2 separate regions of the Mus musculus genome follow, and region 1 is linked to region 2. A link is a contact called in public Hi-C data. All regions are on one chromosome and are shown on one strand. The core of a region is the stretch at or near the end of the contact, and the rest is flanking DNA. Distances in the headings are between cores, read along the strand shown.

Region 1 (3,094 bases), core at 450-2,949, 140 kb before region 2:
ACAGCATAATCAAGTTTTTACTAAGAACCCCTAGTGGTGGGCTTAACAATAGACTGGCATTACACCTGGCTCCATTCTAAGTGGTAAACAGCGGCCTGGTCCCCGCCATCTTTTGATGTATAGATTCCTTTTGTTTTGTGTCACTGTAATTCAGCAGATATGTCCTGCCTGGCTTTTCTTGTTTTTTCTTCTGTATAAAAAAGTCTGTTTTTCGTTTGGACATTATACTCAGATTCAACATACTCTCTCGTGTCGTGTCTGTTTGTCACCCCACTCCTTCGCCCACCTGCAACCAGAGACCCGTTCCTCGCAGATAGGAGACCCAAAAAAGAGGTCCATCTGTGGCACTCAAGGCCGATCCAGCCTCATCTGGCTTGTTACCTATGCTGTGTACTTCCATGTGACAGGGGCAGAGGCAGAATCTATAACACGTTTTCCTGGCCTGCTCCAGCTGCCTAAGGTCGAGCCCAGCCAGCAGTGTTCCTTGTCTGTCCACTGGAGGCAGGTTTGTCACCATATCCCTGCAAGCCACTGTGAAAAGCCTTGTTTGCTTTTGCCCTAGAGTCCAGCCAGTCCCCTGACCTCTAACCCAGAACTATTTGTTCCAGGCGTTCCTCAGTCTGACATTCTAGTTGAAAACAAAGCCAAAAAAAAAAAAAACCCAAACCAAAAAAACCCAACAAACAAACAAACCTACCATCTTCCAATCATCCCTCTATATTTGGGGGTCAGATGAGCTGGTTACCTTTATGGTCTAGAGGGAATGAGTCAGTTAGCGTTTAAGCAAGAAGCAACATCTGCTGTAGTTCAGAGGCTGGCAGAGCACCAACGGCTGGGAAACTGTAGGAAGCAAGAGACCTGGCCAGAGTTCTTTAGTCCTATGCTGTGTGTCCATGAATGCCTAGGCCAGTTCCTCCTCCAACAGATATTTTGTCTCATGTTAGAAACCTTCTCTGTAGCATCTGGCCAAAACCTAAACCTATTGCTGGCCAGAGTTTTCTGAGACCCACTTCCAGCCTCAGAAATAGTTGAGGCTTGATGTCAGACTTGTCATAGCTGGCTGGGTTTTGCTTCATTTCCTCTTCCTAACAGTTGCTCAGCCAGTCTTTATTTGCATGTGGGCAAAGACTTTGGTAAAGAAAGGAGGAGCCTTGTTAGCTGCCGTCTCACTCATGGCTAAGTCATGAGTAATTCTACTAGCAGAGCTAGTATTTGATACCCCTTACTCCTTTCTGCTTATACAGAAAGGTGAGGGATTATATAGGATTATTTATGAGTTTCTGTTAATTGTAAAATTTAGTACAAATCCAGCAATGAGGGTAGTGATGGTCACTTTTTCTATTTGTTCAGAGATCATGTACAATCTTGTACCCTTTACATAACACATATACACCTTGAATACACATGTGCATATGTGCTTGCCACACCACATTCTATAACAAGGAAAGGACCTCGAGGAATGGTTTGGATAGAGGGTATGTATTTCTGCTAGTGTTCCTGGCAGGCCTTGCAGTCAGGCCTGGCTGCTAGCAGTCTCAAAGCTCACAGAATTCAGAGACCATCCACTCCAGGCTGCTGCTTATCCCACACTATCCAGCAGATGGCGCTGCACGCCGCACTGTCGCACCTGTCTGCCTTGGCTGTCAGGAAGTCAGAGTTACTACTGTGCAGTCAGGAAGTGGGTCTGCTCTCACTGAGCAGCGGTGGCTTACGCAAACCATGACTCATGGGTTTGACGAGGGCCTTTGTCAGAAGCAATGAGATCTGACCGTCACCACCCAATGGAAAGCAAAGTGCCTAGCTGGCCGGAGATCATGGTTGCTCACCGTTGATGCCTGGCTTTTTCAGGCAGCATGAGTTCATGCGGAATTTCAGAACCTGGCTGTGACTGATTCACTTTCTGTAAACGAGGGTCACCATTTCCACTTCCTCCGCTTGGGCTATTATTTGAACTTCGAGGTCAGCAACTGTTCTGGTGCTTACCGGAGGCTTTTGAGTATTTCATAAGTACTATTTCTTTCCTCTTCTTAAAAGTTTACTTTGCGATAAGGTCTCAGTATGTAAGCCTACCTTCTTGGAACTGGCTATGTAGATCAGTCTGACATCCAGTCCACCCGCCTCTGTTTCCTGAGTGCTGGGATTAAAGGCACATCTCACCACCCACTCATCGCAGCAACATTTAGCACAGATCTGAAGTATGAAATTGTTATCTCTCAGCCCTTCAAAAGTGGGTTAGTCTCAAATATCATACTGCTCTGCTTTTGCCTGGAGGGCAGGAGAGTAACCTCCATAGAATGCCTGAAACTTGGATGGTATTAAACTCTATACACACCGTTTTACTATATATATACATATATATCTTATCATATATGTGGCTGTATCTTTTGTAGTTTGTGAAGCCATAGAAAGTTAGTTCAGACTTCTTCTTTTCCTTTTTTTTTTTTTATTTTATTGTTAGAAGATCTTAGCAGCTCCAACATAATTCTTTTATTAGTGGAGACTTTTATCCTGTCTTATACATTTTTTGCTTGTTTGTTTGTTTTGTTTTTCGAGACAGGGTAGACCAGGCTGGCCTTGAACTCGGAAATCCACCTGCCTCTGCTTCCCGAGCGCTGGGATGAAAGGCGTGTGCCACCATGCCCGACTCTGTCTAATACATTTTATAGCTCATCTTTGGTGTACCTGACTTGTACCTGTTGTCTTATACATTGTGGTCTGTAATTGAGTTAGGGTGAATTGAACACAGTCAAGGACTTCATCCTCTGACTAGTGGGTAGTGGCATATACAGTGGATGCAATGGCCTGGATGACTCATACAATAGACTGGACCCTATGGGAAGGATGAGATGGCATCATACTCAGCGCTAAGGGCATGTATACCATCTTACATCATACTCAGCGCTATGGGCATGTATACCATCTCACAACTTAAGAACGGTTTATTTCTAGAATTTTCTATCTCATACTTTGGGAATGTTGTTAAGGCTAACGAAAATAAGACAGTGAATAAAAGGCAGTGGCGATCTAGTGTTTACATGTACATGTATTTGTATAGAAATTCATGTGAAACTTTTGAAAATTCTTGTGGCAGGAA
Region 2 (3,372 bases), core at 191-2,690:
ATGACATCTGCTATTCTCAAAGATCAGTGCCTTTGCTCAGCCATCATCAGAGAAACTCCCTCCTGCAGCCAATGAGAACAAATAGAGACACACAGCCAGTCATTATGAAGAGAATGGAAGGCCTTGGAACACAGTCCTAAAGAGGATGCTTCCATCAAATCCCTCCCCTCAGGGCTTGGAAAACACTGCAGAAGAAGGCACAGAAAGAGTATAAGAGCAAGAAGGGATGGAGGACACCAAGAGAACAGGCACTCTAAAGCAACATAACCAAAGCTCCTATGATTTCACCCAGACCGAGGAAGCATGTGCAGGGACTGTATAGGTAGGCTCGCAGCAGGTCCTTTTTGTAGGTATTATGTCTTCCAGTTTAGTGTTCTTATGAGACTCCTGAGTGTGTGAATGAGTAGGTCTTTGATTCTTGTGCCTTCTCTTGAAATCTTTTCCTTCTAGGTCTTTTTTAGTCAGTTTGTTTGTTTGTTTGTTTGTTTGTGTCCAATATGGTAGTTTAAAAAAATTTTAAAGTCCTATTTTTGTTTTATTATTATCCCTTAGAAGCATGCTTGCTTTCTGGAAACAGAAGGAAGGGAAGATGAGGAGGTACTATGAGGAGTAAAGGGAGGGGAAACGAATTTTTATGTGAATATTTTATGTGGGTAAAGAAATTTATTTCCAATTTAAGGAAATAAATCACAAAAATATAAAAATATAAGTACATAACAGCCAGTGTTTAGCACCACTGGCTATGAAGACGTCAGACCTTGAACTAGACTGATGTATTTGAGCATCTAGAAATTACCACTTGCCAGTTATATCCATGGACAGGTCACTCAATTTTCTTAGGTTTTGATTTTCTTAGCCGTCGATTATGGTCATAATTGTATCTTTTTCCTCAAGGTATGGCAGTATCAGGGCTTCCAGTGAGTAGTGATTGAGCTGTTATTCTTCCTCTAGCCACTTGCCACATGTAAGTGTTTAAATTATATTAGATATAGTAAAAATTGTTTCTCAAGTTTCACTTTACCTATTTTAAGTGTTTATTAGTCATTAATGTGGTGGCTAGAGGCTAGCAAAGTACACACTAGAGTGAAATCCAACAAATGTTTTTCTATCATAGAATGTTTCATGCCCTGGGAAACACTAGTCGCTTAGGTGTATACTTCAGTAAGATCCATGCATTCTCACAGAAAATTCATTTCAAACCCTGTTTGGGAAAATCTAGCACTTCTCAGCTTCTGCAAATAAACAGCGTATCTCTGGCTTGGGCAGAATTGTGAGGGAAATCCAGGAGTAAGGCTTAGTGTGTATACCTTTGTTTCTTGTCCCTTTAGATCCATAAATGAGCTTACCTGCAAGTAAACAGGCACAGGGTACAGCCAATCAATTGAGTACACTGATCTGGCTCCCCTTCCTGCCCCATTTCTGAGGTCACACTTACTGTTTTTGCTGTTTAGTAAGTTTGTTAAGGTAGAACATTAACTCCTCTGCCCTGTTTTTACTACCATTGGGACACTACTGTGAGGCTGCTGCTGTTCTTTCTCTCGTTGTGTGTGTGTGTGTGTGTGTGTGTGTGTGTGTGTGTGTGTTTGTGTGTGTGCCTGTGTGTGCATACCTGTTTGAGTGTATGTGCTTGTATATGTTTGTGTGTCTATGTGTGTGTCTATGTGTGTGATGGGAAGTGCAAGAGGATAAGACAAATATTAGAACACCCTGGCACTGATAGGAAAGTAAATATTAATGGGACGAGGAAGTCAGCACATTTTAAGACTTTATGTGTAATACTTATTCAAGGTATTTGATAGGTCTTCTAAAAAGCCTTTACTACCATTTTGGTCTTCCCATAGTTTATAAAAGCACAACGTTTGAAGCTCAAGCCATACACTAATATTGCTTTGATAAAGGACCTGGAATGGTTTTCTTAATCTTTCTAAGCCTCACTTTCTCCGTTTGAAAAAGTAGGATCAGTATTGGTCTCTATATCTCACAGGATTAATTAAAAAGTTTGTGTGTGTGTGTGTGTGTGCCCTTATAGTTCAGCCTACTACTGGGGAAATGCCATATGAATTTTAAAAAATTAAGATAAAGAAGTTTGGGGTGGTAGTGCAATTGGCACTTGGGAGGTGGAGGCAGAAGAATTAGGAGTTGAACTTGACTTGTGACTTCATAGTATTGGAGGCACATCTGTCACAAACAAACGGACAGACAAAAAAAAAAAAAAACCAACAACAACAACAACAACAAAAACAGATAAAAAAAAGGTCATTTTTTTACTGTCCGTTGACAATGTGATACTTTAACTAAATATTATGCATAATATGTGCACCTTTCTAAGAGGAGTTTAAAGTGTATTTTAAAATCCAATGTTCTTATCCTTTTGCCTATCTTTTAGAATAAATAGTTACTGTGTTCCATAAACACTCTACTGTGCTACTTACGGTACCTGTTTAGTTAAGCACAGGCCTAGCAGCTGGGGATATGTCAAAGTCTGAAGAGCAAGGGGAGTGCTGCTTAGAGTAACTGTGTGTGAAAAATCGCTCAGAGAATTATTAAGCAGTGTCAAAAAGAAGCCTGTTAGAGATTCTTTAAGTAATGAGGCCATAACCTGCCTCTCAAATTTATTTTGTATCCTAGAAGGATGCTTTTTATTTTTTTCCAGCAAAGCTACATTATTGGTTTTTAATACTAAAATGTGGCATATCTTTGGGATTTTAAATTATTTACATATTTCACACTATTTTGTAATGCTCTGAGACTGTGCAGTACTAATGCACTGAAAATCAGCTGCCAGGGAGTTGTCGTTGTTATCACTTATTTTGAGTCAGAAAGCTGTGCTGGTTCATACAGCTGTTTTCCCAGCTGAAATAATAGAGCAGGTTGGTGATGTTTGAACACCGTTAATTGCTGAATGTTCTTAAACTAGTAAATAGGTCTGATTAACTGGAGGCTAAACACTAACCCAAACAAACCAGACCATGTTTGATAAGATAAACATTCCATTAACCTTAAACCTTCCCTTCAGATAACTTTTCAGTGGTATGAAATGTTAACATAAAAATATTTTATTTTCCATTCAGGCAAATATTTGGAAAAACTGGTATATGAAGAAGGAAAGCCTCAGTAGATCAGTATCAGCGATACTCCGCCAATACCATTATTCTTTGAGAGTTAACAAAGAGAAGTTTATCTTGGAAACTCCTGATTTACAATTCATCCTATAACCCTGTCATTTCTGTTTGGGAAATTACAAATGAAAAATAACAATTTAACTAAGGAACAATAAGCTTTTCATAAATACAGTGTAATTTGGGTTCTTTATGAAGCATTTTAAATCTCAAGGCTAGAGAATGTTGTAGAATACATTTTATTTGTACTCAT

Evidence for each region. A called contact is a pair of places that touch in the nucleus more often than the background predicts.
Region 1: a Hi-C map of liver shows a contact between it and region 2, with 9 times the contacts expected there. The contact joins two enhancer-like sites. A contact is called at or near these places in 11 of 484 Hi-C or Micro-C datasets (embryonic stem cells, liver and morula), 3 of 115 datasets of contacts at active chromatin or transcription factors (all in embryonic stem cells) and 1 of 9 other capture datasets (embryonic stem cells).

Annotation. Positions count from the first base shown.
Region 1 is chr13:75,796,551-75,799,644 of GRCm38.p6, reverse strand. No RefSeq gene overlaps it. Among named protein-coding and RNA genes, the nearest start is that of Glrx, 42 kb to the left of the region's middle. Within about 2 kb of position 1,699, at least 284 of the 459 cell types and tissues checked have an H3K27ac peak or open chromatin away from gene starts, as enhancers often do. A contact at or near this core is called in liver, where this site is marked.
Region 2 is chr13:75,651,234-75,654,605 of GRCm38.p6, reverse strand. 1700037F03Rik (a long non-coding RNA gene) reads left to right here. Exons shown (of 3, transcript XR_873683.1): 3 at 895-953. Among named protein-coding and RNA genes, the nearest start is that of Mir682, 7.9 kb to the right of the region's middle. Within about 2 kb of position 1,440, at least 5 of the 459 cell types and tissues checked have an H3K27ac peak or open chromatin away from gene starts, as enhancers often do. A contact at or near this core is called in liver, where this site is marked.